Linked DNA regions of Mus musculus: region 2 is linked to region 1. A link is a contact called in public Hi-C data. All regions are on one chromosome and are shown on one strand. The core of a region is the stretch at or near the end of the contact, and the rest is flanking DNA. Distances in the headings are between cores, read along the strand shown.

The links. A called contact is a pair of places that touch in the nucleus more often than the background predicts.
Region 2: a Hi-C map of forebrain shows a contact between it and region 1, with 5 times the contacts expected there. The contact joins two enhancer-like sites. A contact is called at or near these places in 20 of 484 Hi-C or Micro-C datasets (B cells, CD4 T cells, LSK cells and 14 more) and 1 of 115 datasets of contacts at active chromatin or transcription factors (astrocytes).

The regions. Positions count from the first base shown.
Region 1 is chr10:125,262,457-125,268,829 of GRCm38.p6, reverse strand. The region is part of intron 3 of Slc16a7 (solute carrier family 16 (monocarboxylic acid transporters), member 7); the gene reads left to right. Among named protein-coding and RNA genes, the nearest start is that of Slc16a7, 43 kb to the left of the region's middle. Within about 2 kb of position 3,694, at least 25 of the 459 cell types and tissues checked have an H3K27ac peak or open chromatin away from gene starts, as enhancers often do. A contact at or near this core is called in forebrain, where this site is marked.
Region 2 is chr10:126,523,697-126,530,069 of GRCm38.p6, reverse strand. No RefSeq gene overlaps it. Among named protein-coding and RNA genes, the nearest start is that of Gm40797, 140 kb to the left of the region's middle. Within about 2 kb of position 3,554, at least 20 of the 459 cell types and tissues checked have an H3K27ac peak or open chromatin away from gene starts, as enhancers often do. A contact at or near this core is called in forebrain, where this site is marked.

The sequences.
Region 1 (6,373 bases), core at 2,445-4,944:
TCATCTTCAAAAGAATTTAAAACATGAAACAGTAGATGAAGGCAAAATTGTTTTTCATAGCTCATGAATAGAATCCGCACACCCCCTTTGTGCTTTGTGATTCAGTATGGAAGCAGCGATGGTATAAATAGCACGCTACTACTGGTCTCCTAAGGAGTCAGTTTGATTTGAGGCATATTTAACTTGCACCTCAGAGCGCAGTTTTTATGTCAGGAGAAAATGTTTTGCTACTAGGAAACCTCAACCCTATTCTTATCGCGAGTCTGAGATGTTGTATCTCTTCTGAAGTTGGTGTATTTCATTGAATCATCTTAATGGGCTCTGGCTGCAGAACATCAATATCGCTCTGGAGACGGAAGGTGGTTCCGGTAATGCCTGATGCCTCAGCATCATTTGTAACACAAATGATGGGGAGCTTGCGGCTTAATGGCCACTAATTTATTTTGAATGCTTGATGTGATGCATTGCCTCCATCAGTAGTGAGCCGGTTCACTTCGGCTTGTGAGAAGTAAGAGTTCAGTTGGTGAAGAGTTTTATTCTTTCACATCAGATGGAAAAATATGCCCAGTGGGAGTAGCTTATACATTTACCAGTTCTGTACAATAGTTCTCATACTTCACACACAGTGCCTTGCCTTTTATCATGGGTAACCATGGCAGTATTCCTAAAAACAAAAACAAACAAACAAACAAACAGTCAACCTTTTCTGGTTTTGCTCTTATTTAAGCATGTAGTTCCCACTGGTTTGGGAAGAGTTGTTTGTTGTTTGGGGGTTTAAGTTTATTGGTTGTTTGGTTGTTTGGTTTTGCCTTTTTGAGACAGGGTTTCTCTGTGTAGCACTGGTTGTCCTCTAACTCTCAGATCCTCCAGCCTCTACCTCCTGGATGCTAGGATTAAAGGTTCGTGCCGCCACCACACCTTCCTGGAACAGGTTCTTAATTGATATCTGTCATGGTATTTTTCTCCAGAAAGGATGTATGTCACATTTTATACACTAGAGATTGTTATATGTCTCAGTACTTAACATTACATCAAATGGACAGTATTTTTCTTATTATTGCTTAATTGCATTGCCAAGGAAGATAAATTTAACGAGGTTATTGGAGTTCCCAGAAGTTATCTTTGCTGAGTGATGGACCTTTAAATGCAATCAATTCAGTCTGGAAAACCTCCTTCCTCTGGTAACATCATTAAATAATTTCACTTGAAACTGGCCTCTTTGGCATTTGATTAGTAAGAGTTTTGATGTGGTGCCCCTCTGTTGCTATGAGCTGTGTTGATGTCCGTTGCTATCGCTGTGATATAAAAAGGGCCTGGGATCTGAGTCAATGTGTGTGTGGAACAGACTTTCCTGGTTTTGTTTCCATGATGACTTGAGATCTTAAGACAGCCATACTCTAGACTGGTTCCTGTCACTCTTTGCATTATCCTTGATACAGAGTTCCTGCCCAGATGTTCCATCAGGGTCAGTGGATGCTTTCTAGGATCATTTGACGAATTTCTCCTTATATCAAAACAGCAGTGTGCCCTGGTTTCCCTCCAGCGTTTGCATGTCATGCCTTCTTTTCTATCTATCAGTGCACATAGTACAAAGAGCTATTGGATTACAGAGACTGGAATGGTTTGCCACTGCCCTGCGTGATAGTGGCCAAGATCTCCAAAATTCATCTTATTATTTGTGCATTCATATAAGAACTGGATGGGGAAAAGTTCCAAAGGCTGCAAGCATACGCAAAGAACGATAGGCAGCTAAGGAAAACTAGAAAGGAGAGTGGTGGCTCGCTGATTGTCTATGCAGTACCAACAAAGGTCAGTCAGTCCTGAAGATATACTTACAAGTAACAACATAGAGGAAAAAAATATATATATACAAATGCATAACGGTGAAGGAAAAAAGAAATCATGTATCTAAAGGAAGGCTGGGGTTGGGAGAGAAAATAAGAATAGAGCAATAAAATTGTATTATAATCTCAAAACAATAAAACAGACTAAGACTTTTTAACAAAGGATAATATCATGTCACATTCTTGCAGAGCCCCTAGGCTGTTCGTATATCTTCTTCCAGAGATACTGGATTTATGCTATGTGTCCACATCAACACAAGAACAGCAGCTGTCTGATCTAAGCTATTTTTGCACACCACACTAAGAAAAGCCCAGTTCCCAAAGGCACACTCAGAAAGACTACATATTGTAAGTATCCACTGGAGCTATTCAAAGAATTCAGGTGACCAGGGAAGTCACCCTGGGGTGTGAAGCCCCACAGGGTGGGTGCTTCTCAGTCTTACTGTGGTTTGGTTTGGCAGGGACATCTTGAAGTTTTCTCATGCACGTTGAAATAGTTCCTGATAATATGTAGTGCCTTCGCCAAGCAAACAGTCTGGCAATAGTCGTTTACTATAATGAGACAGACAGGCAGAAATGATAGTGGAAGTTTCAGGTTTTTTTTTTTTTTTTAAAGGGGAGAAAGAATGTTTTTGCTTGCGAATCATAGAGGATACCTAAGCAGCCAGGAGACAAGGGCGCTCATGGAAACAGTAGATTATAAAACTTGATTACTGGCTTTTATTGTAGCCAAGACTTTAAGAGATTAAGTATTAACATCAGAGGGCAAAACTAGTTCAGATAGTAAATGGAGCCTCGTGGCACCGGCAAGAAAACAAAGCAGGCATTCAAATGGGACTGTTATCGCCCTTGTAAAGGGACAGGGACGTGAGCCAACAGGAGGAAGCCCTGCCTGCCCTTTGAAAGCAAACGTGGAATTTCGTGATCTCTCAAGCATTACTGCCGTCTCCGCTGCTGTAATGATTCCAGTGAAAGACAGCTGACTCGTGTAACCCTGTGTCTCAAAGGCAGATGAAGATGGTACCAGTCAAATACCCATCTTATTTCTAATTAACACAACAGTGGATCATGTGAATCTTAAAAAAAAAAAAATCATTTCCTCATTAACAGTTACCTTCCCCACCTCTTCACGGGACCTTTCGGGACTTTAAAGGTAGATGGCTTGCTCGTTCCTCACATGGTTCTTACTGGAGGTTTTAAAATCTATTTACCAACTCCAAACCCTGGCATGGGCCAAGCCTCTGTTCTTGGTCTTAAACTACACATGGTTCTGGCAGTCAGCCCACTCTTTGTGGGATTCCAGCCTGTTCTGTGGCTCTCGTTCCGACTTTATCTTATTGAGGACAGCCGGTAGTCTTAGTGCCACACACCGTAGCCTTGTCTTGGAAGGAAGGAAGGTGCCGACGACTGGCCAGAGGCAAAAGGCCATTGCACACTGAGCTTAAGCTCTTAGAGTCGTGAGCTTCCCGTGCGAAAGAATCCGTTGAGGAGCTTGAAAGCTGTTTCGTGACATCTGTGTCTAGGGCAGCTCCAAAGCTTCTCCTGTCCAGGGTGGAAGGCATTGGGAACACCTTGAAAATCTTTGGTGTTTGCAAGCGTGCTGTGAGGAAGCAAACACTTCTCAGAGCTAGGCTGGACCTTCTCCTTCTTAGCACTTGACTCTAGGCGAGTCTTAGGAATAATAGCCTTACAATGATGTCTTATAAGTGTTTATTAAAAATCAGGTCAGAGGGGACAGAATGGAGGGCTCAGTAGTTTAAGAGCAAGGGATGCTCTTCCAGAGGACCTGGCTCCCACAAGCCAGCTCACACTCAGTTACACACTCAGTTACAGGGAAGCAGTGCCCTCTTCTGGCTTCCACCGGCAACAGACATGCATGCACGTTGATGCATAGACCTACAGGTCAAACACATACACATAAAGGAATGAACTAAATGCACATTTTAATCTGGCAGAAGCAGCTCTGGTTACAGGGTGAGATGCTCCATTTCTGCAGATAGGAGAGCAGGGTAGGCTTCCCATAGGGTCACACGCTAATGCAGCTCCAGCTTTGGGTTCCTAGCATCCACACTCAGCCTTAGAGCTCTTGCACGAAGCAAAAAGGCATTGACTTGAACCCTCGGGGGCTCCTGAGGCCAGTCAGGACCTGCGAGTGATAACTCCACGCTATTGATTTGTCAGTTTACAGTTAATTTTGGGATGCGGAGGAAAGAAGAGCCACAGTGTTCAGATTGCTGCCGGCCAAATTGCTGCTTCATGAGCCAAATGCCCACATATAGAGAGGAAGCGAGAAACCGCTGTGGAAATGAAAGGATCAACAGAGATTTGTCACAAAGAAATTGGAATTAAGTCATGGAAAACATGCTGAAGATATTTGATGAGACGCTAGGGAGATATTTAAAATAATCAAGCAGTTACCGAATTTATCACGATCTTAGAAAATGTAGAAGAATAGGAGGAGGGAAAGGAAAAGAGAGCAAATGTTGATGTTGAAAGACATCAGTATTGTTTTCCAGTATGAGAGTCTCGGGAGATCTTTTGGGCTGTAGTAAATGTAAGAATGAAGAGTTCTCATGCTGTGCCTTCAGCAGTCTCCTTTTCCAAGATAAGTACAGTTTCCTTTCGCATCCCCTTTCTTTCGGAATGTCTTCATATCAGTGTAAATTGTAGGACATGGATTACCCCCCTAATTTCCCAGATTGAGGTTGGTTTGGTGAGTGACAGGACGTGGATGTTTCGGAAGAGATATCTTCCCGTAAGAGAAGCCGTGGTAGCTGTACGCAGTGCAAATAGGTGGATGACTCGGTGCACAGACATTGCCGGATGAAGGAGCCACTCCTGGCTGAAGAAGGAGTGCTACCTAGGATTCCAGAGGAGTAATCCCCGTGTCACTACTTATTTAAGATGCCCACAATGTTTATTTACTAGTAACTAGCCACATTGAAGTAGTAAGAGAAAACTGGGGTGCTCAAACTGAAAGAAGAAAGGTTTTTTTTTAATAATTATGGAAGAAACAGAGCAAAAGCATAATTACACATTATTTACCTAAGAAGTGAAGTAGAGTTTTCCTCCACTGGTGTTTCATACACTTCAGAAAATATTATATCAGTATACCCTATCGTTTGTCATTAATGCTTTTTTATGCATTGTTATACCTTGCTCTTTATTATATAATTTCATTATTTACAACAACTCTTAAATTTAAAAATTTTGATCATACTATTTCCTTCCCCAAGTTGTCCCAGATCCTCTCCCATGTCCTACACACCACACTTTTAAGTTCTTTATCAGAAAATGAGGGTACAATAACAACACCCCCCAAAACAAGGAAACAAAGTAAAATCACCCACACCCTCAAAAAAAAAAAAAAAAAACCTTGCAACTGAGTAAATGTGCGTGCAAAAAAGAGTAAGGAGAGACCGGGAAGCTTCACCCATCCTGCATCTTTAACACCTAAGTGTGTGGATAAAGCGTCAGAGGGAGCAAGTATTTCTGAGATGTGTTAATATACAGAGCTCACAAGGATCGTAGATCATAAACACGCATGGAAGTCAGAGGTGTGTGACAAAACGGCCTGTGTCTCATTTTTAACATATTTCACATATTTAACATATTTCCAAAGCTGGTCTTCAACTAGGCTCGTCACCAAAGAAAGCCAGGGTCATCATTATGCTTTTCAGAGATCACTTTAGTGATCAATTTATGTCCAGTGAAAGAAGGGATATAGAACAAGCAAGGAAAGGCCAACAAGCGTGAAAAGAGACACTTGTCTGAGTGGCGTTTAGGACCCAGATTTGATGTATCTGCTACATCTGGGACAAAATGTGTGGAACATGAAAACTGACTGAGGATGATGTCCAGTTTGGGGCCTGGCTGAAAGCACGGTAATGTCACCCAAGGAAGCAGGTGTATAGGAGGAGCCCGTGTTATTCCAGGAGCTAGATTGAAACTGAATTTGTATCTCCAAATACTTTGATGTCCTCCCTGATGTACAAAGCTGAGGATGTGAGAAAGGGGTTGTTCTGCACTTCATGGGTGCTCTAACACGGCGACTAAAGAGAACTCAGAGGGAGAGATGAAGACGCTTCGCCTCTAACAGAGTCTTCATCTAGCACATCCTGAGTGGTGCCCCAGTTAGCTGGGTGTGGTGACTCATGTCTGTAACCCCAGCATTCGAGAGGCTGAGAGACTAGGACTGACTTGAGTTCTAGACTAGCCTGGGTTACACAGTAAGTTCCAGGCTAGCCTGAAAATTAGAGAGCAATCAAAAGTGGGCAAGTTCTCTCCACGTTGGCATTCCACGCTAGTTCTCTCTGCTTCTAAACCTACCAGAAAAATATTACATTTCTCCTTCAAAGAATATTGACAAGGTACATACATAGCAGATAATTAGATTTCTTATGAAAGAGTAGGTCCTTGCAGTCTCACTTTTCCCCCAAGGCTGGAAAACAGTATTGAGCATAATCACTCTTTAAAATAAGTAATAGTTTGCTACCAAGAAGTACAGAGACGAATATACGAATGTATTC
Region 2 (6,373 bases), core at 2,305-4,804, 1.3 Mb before region 1:
TCTTATGTAGGTCATCTCTCCTTAAGTCCAGTGTTTCTGCATTTTAATATTCAAAGTGGGGTTTTAAGTTGGCAAAACTGGAATTCTAGCCCTGTTCTAACACTAACTTGCATGTGACTTTCATAATCCCAATTAAATTAATTTGGAGACCATTAGAATAAGGATCCTGATGATGGTACAGCATGTGGTTAGAGTAAAATAATAGCAGCAGTATCGGGTCACGTGATCGCCATGCCTCTGCCTCGAAGGTGCGTTTGATTGAGGAGTGAGCGGTTAAAGCGCAGGTCGTGGGTGTGCCCTGGTCTGTAGGAAGGCATCTGTGTTGTCAAGGAGCTCACCTTCCAGCACGATGGGAGAGGCACGATTCTCTGCTTTCCCTCAGAGACTGAGACACCATCGTAGCCCATGGCTGGCATGTGGGATGGGGTTGTTCTAGAGCGTATTATTAGGGAAAGCCTCTGTGACGAACTGGCGTTTGAAGATTTTGACGATGGAAAGAAAACAGCCAGGTAAAGACTGGATTGGGGAATGATATGGAGGAGGGAGCAAAGGCCCCAAAGGTGGACTGACTGTGTGAGGTTGAAGGAGCGGGCTGCTGGCAAAACTTCAGACTCAAACCATGATACACACCTTGATCAGGCTTTTCTTTACCCCTCATACTTGAGAGGACTCCTAAGCTCTGAATGTCTGCTGGAAGCACTTTGCCTGAGCCTTTCCCATCATGCTTATTTTCAGTGAAACTCAGTGTCCTTCTAAGTGCAAGCTCTCCGGATCTAGGCACTGACCTTCCTTTGAGAGACTAGCCTAGCCTAGTGCATTCCCTTTTCAGTAGGATAAGCAGGTTCGCCCAGAGGAGGTAGTGAGATAAACAACAAACATCAGGTGAAATTTTACTGGGACAGAGAGGAAAACAGAGGGCATCTGTCATTGCCATCAGAGGCAGCTTCCTGAAGCAGATGAAACAGATGCCATCCTTTGGAAATGCATCACTGGCTAACCAGCGCTCAGTTAGAGTCAGATCACTGGCCAACCAGGGCCCACTTAGAGTCAGAACACTGGCCAACCAGGGCACTTAGAGTCAGATCACTGGCCAACCAGGGCCCAGTTAGAGACAGAAAGGAAGCAAGCACAAAGTTTTCTGTGTGAACCCAGTAAGATCCAAGCTGTTATTTTCTACTTTGATCTTATTAGCTTATTAATAGGGAGATTATTAACAGGATTACGTAACAGCATATGTAAATCAGCTAATATTGGCTAGCTCTAATGAAAGATTATGATTATTCTAATCCTCATAATGACTAGTGAAAAGACAACCCTCTTTCCTCTGCACTGTGTGACCTAGGACAACACAGGTATGGAGCGGTCAAGAAACGCCGACAATTATTTTCTTGTTGCTATTAAAAGTCAACTAGTAATTAACATGCAAATCTTATTTAAGGGAAGCCAGCTAATGTTCGGCCTTCCTGGAACAAGGGAGCTACCAAGTAACTGTAGGGTCTGTAGTCAACTGTGTGGATGTAGGAATAGATGGATTCTGGGCCAAGTGTGACTTTCTGTTAGGTAAACTGTTTTAGTGTCAGGCTGTTCGAGAAAATCCAAAAAGTCTACTTTTTTCCTTTGGCCAATCTCATCTTTTCTGAATAACTCAAAGAATGCCTGATTAGGAAGGTGACTACTTTTGTGTTATCAAGAAACTTGGGCTGCTAGAGGACTGGTTAAGATGCCAAGAGGACTGGTTAAGATGCCTAGAGGACTGGTTAAGATGCCAAGAGGACTGGTTAAGATGCCAAGAGGACTGGTTAAGATGCCTAGAGGACTGGTTAAGATGCCAAGAGGACTGGTTAAGATGCCAAGAGGACTGGTTAAGATGCCTAGAGGACTGGTTAAGATGCCAAGAGGACTGGTTAAGATGCCAAGAGGACTGGTTAAGATGCCTAGAGGTGAACTTGTACTTTGGGAACACAGATGCTAATTTTGTGGGTACCAAAGGCTACTGCAGGCTTCCCAGGGCCTGTGTGGAGCTCTGACTGCCTCAGCTCATGGTGGAGAAACAAGTTCTGTCACCTTGCTAACAGGTGTTTTTTAACTTCTAATTATCCTGCATAAAATGAAAAGCCCCCGGCTTCCCCACATCAGTGCAGTGTTTTGTCTGAATTGCACCAGATCAAATATTTTGTTTATGCCTGGAGGAAAAATGAAAAAGCAGACAACTTATTTTGTTCCAGAGAGAAGCAATTTGACACATTAGAATTTCTTAAAGATATTAAAATGGACACAACTGTTTTGTTAAGTTGGAGGCAGGATTCATACACATGTTTAAAGTTTAAAAATAAAGCAAAATCTTAAATTAAACTGGACTCAGTTCCACTTCACACAGCTCTCTCAGGACCCAGAGGGGCTTAGATTGTTTTCCTCTCAAGTGAACTATTTTAGAAATAATAGGTTTAGGTGTCAAGCTATTATTAACTCTTATTATCTTAGCTTGTAGGAGTATCAGTTTAGCAGTAGAGGAGGAAAGATAGGCAGAGAGTGGGCTTGGATGGGGCATCCAGGGGGCCTGGTGGGTATGGAACATAATGTATATTTCCTCTGAGAGATGACAATGACTGGAGACCAGTTTGGAGCAATTTGGAGTATGGAGGAAGAGGCATCTACAAGGAGATTCCGTGGACTGAAACTTTGCAGTTTGGCTGTGCATCCGTTAGAGCGTTTTGAAGCCAGGCAGTCACACAGCTGTGTAATGATGGCAGCTCATCTTAATCAAACCCCACTCCTGGGCCCCTCCCACCATCCAGCTGGTTGCTACAGGATTAGGCACTCCATCTAAGACCTTAGTTGTTTAGACTTTTCTTTAAAAAATTATTTATTATTATTGTTGTTGCTGTTGTTGTTGGTGTTAGTGGTGTCCATGTGTGTTCCCCTGCGCGCTCATGCGTGTATGTGTGTGTGTGTGTGTTTGTGTGTGAGTGTCTATGTGTACAGGGCATACGGCAGAGGGCAACTTTTAGGAGTCACTTCTCTTCTTCCACAGTAGATTCTGAGCATCACACTCAGGGGTCAGGCCTGCTTGAGGCATTCTGACCATTAGATCATTTTGCTAACCCAGTTGGACATATTTTTGTGGGATCTTGGAGGTCACCTTACTTTCCACACATGGTCCACCTACGTGAACAAGGCTGTCAGCTCTGTGGATGTGTGGCTTGCAAGGTTACCCAGTGTTCCATATTTAGAGGAGCCTTCTATGCTGAAGGTCTGCCATCTTGAAATCTTTGTACAAGTGCTCTGCACACGCATTTCATATCGGGGACCACAGATTTCATGGTGAACCTGACCCATATGCTTGCAAATCCCATAGGAGAGAGAATGGAACTGTTTCTTAGGATTCTTGTGTCTTTTTTTTTTTTTTCTTATTCTGGGAATACAGCTGACAGAGCTCTGTCTTCAGCCCCTCTTTATGTACCATGGCTTTGTCCCCCTTCTAGGCTACTCCAGCTCTGTCTTTAGACTTCAGTTTATTCCTTATCTCCGTTCTGAATCTCCATGTTTCCTCTTTAAAGCTGTTCATTCTCTATTGTTCTATTCTCCACGCAGCTGCCGGCTGCTGACAGCTCAGCATTGTCTCCTAGGTACTTAGAGGCCATTATTGTAACCCTCTGCATGTTTCCAGGCTAAGAGAGCCTCTTCTTTAACCCATCATCCTGAATGCCGTCCCTCCCCTACCCCCATTTTAATTGATGCTTTCTCAAATTGAAGCTAGCTCATTCAGGTAGCATGGATAAAACCAGGGCACAATTAACTTCACATCTAGCTACGCTCTTGCCAAGGAAAGGAGCAGGTAGGAACTGGTACCCATAAAAGCCACTTTCTGGAATTAATCTAAAATTAGCTAAATTTTGTAATTACAAAGTAATTTGAAAATCAAGTAGTTAAACTAAAGCATTGATCAGGAACAGGAGGAGAGGAAAGGAGAGAATGGAAAGACCCATCGGAAGCAACCATCGCTCCTTCTCTGCAGACCGGCGTGGCTTTCTGAGAGGAGGTAGATAGCCTGCTAAGACAGGTGTAATGGTTCCTTCCTCAGGCAAAGTCAAACCACATGTCCTCGGGGGTGGGGTGGGGGGAGGCAACCTGACCAGCACACGTTCGCGCTGTTTCCATACATACATCCATGAGGGGACATAAAGAGATTCAAGAGATTTTATGTTTGGATTATAGTGTTCAAACACAGAGTGCATCAGGAAACATGATTACAAAAGAGCAACAAAAGGAAGGAGGGCTTGATGTAGCGTAATGTAGGCACTGCTCCAGTAATCCACTTCAGAGAGACAGTGATTTAATTTCCACAAAACAGTGGCTTGAATGCTTTCAAGGTAGAGGCCTTAGGAAGACACACACACACACACACACACACACACACACACACACACACACTCTCTCTCTCTCTCTCTCTCTCTCTTGTCCTCTCGATTCCTCCTTTATCTTTCTATCTATCTCTTCCCTCCCTCCTTCCTTTCTCTCTATTTCTCTCTCCTCTCTCCCCATCTCTCTTCCTTTCCTCTCTTCCTCCTTCCCCTCTCTCTCCTTCCTCTTTCTTTCTCTCCCCTCTCATTCTTTCCCTTCTCTCTCTGTCTCTCTTGTTTCTGTCTCCCTCCTTTCTCTCTCTCCCTCTCTCTTCTTTCCCTCCCCACATTCTTTCTCTCTTTTTCTCTCTCTTCCTTCCTGCCCTCCTCTGTTCTCTCTCTTTCTCTCCCCTTCCCTCTCTCCTTCTCTCTCAGCAGCCTCACTCAGCACGGGAATCTGGACTTTCCCAGGGATGTTCCCAGGGGAACTCTGGTGTCAGGTTGGGACTCAGTGTCCATGGTGAGGTGAGATAAGGCAGGAAGCCTATCCCAGGTCTCACCTTTCTTGTGCACAAAACACTGAAAACTTAGCTTACCAGAGCACGACCATGGAAACAATGATTTAGCAGATGGGGCAATGCCTTGGGAAGTTGTAGTATATTGCTTTTGCACATTCAAAATGGCTCATTAATAGGAAACAGTACACTTTATATTGGTAGGATGGGCATTTACTTTGACTCTGTGCCCTATGCCAGGTAAATACCCTCAGGAAGTCTGTAGACAAGCTGGGAAACAAGAATAATACTGTTAGTAGCAAGCGTTTATATCTTGTATAGCAAGAGTTTAGTGACGGGCACATTCAAGGGGAATGTATATAGTACAAGCTCTGAAGTTAGGTGTCGATATTTGAACCCTAGTTGATGGTGAAGGTCATATACCGCTTCAGTTTTCTGGTCCATTGACCAGGACACGGCTCACAGCTCTCAGGGCTGTTGTGTGGATGTACAGATTAATGTGAACTTAATAACTACTTATGCCTTCCTTGTGTTTCAACCATCAAACATCAGATGTATCACTCACATTTATGTGACTTCACAAGCTCCTCTCTCTCTCTTCTCTCTCTCTCTCTCTCTCTCTCTCTCTCTCTCTCTCTCTCTCTCTCCTCTCTCTCCCCTCTGTCCCTCCTCCCCCTTTGCCTTCCCCTCTCCTTGTTCTTTCCCTCTCTTAGCAATCTTAGATGACTGCTCCTTGGAGCTGCCTTGGGAAATAAGTGTGTGATTCTAGGCAAGAAGAATATTAAACTTGAGAGGATGGAATGAGCTCCTGGGATTAGCATATTAGGAAAGTCCTCAATGAGGTGAGAAGAGTTGAATTTGTGCTTAAAATATGATAGAGTCCAGCCCAGGTCTGAACAGTAGAAGTGGCAGGGGGTGGGGGTGGGGTTGTTTGGTATATATGGACTAGGCTGAGCAGGGTGAGATGTAAAAATGGGAAAGACATGACTAGAAGACCACTGAGTTACTGGATACCACAGCTGGACTGTAGACTATGTCCTTTAACAATATTTCTTTATTTCAGTGATTTATTTATCAAGTGCTTTCTTGGTGTTTCTATGTGTGGGTGCTGGGACTATATTAAAACGAAGGAAACAACCTCCATCCCCAAAAGAGTACACACACTTGTTTCTGTCTGTGGTGCTGATAGTAACACACAAATGCACAGAGATGAGTTAGGAAGGCACCAGAGATGTGCAGCTTTTGAACAAGGTCTTGCCCATGGCTAGGAATGGAGCAGGGGATTGGGCAGTATTACCTCAGACATAAAGAGGCAAGAAAGCAGATTGGGGAACTGGGACGGATGGATTCTATTTTAGATCGAGGAAGTATCAGTGATGTAGAGAGATCCTTGAGGGAAGGATCTGGCAGGTGGGTGCAAAGAAAACTCAGTTGTGGACAGTCAGTGCTAGAGGTTAAGATCTTGGAGCCATGGCCTTTGTGGGGAAAGTGGGCTTTTAATGGAGATGAGTGAGCCAT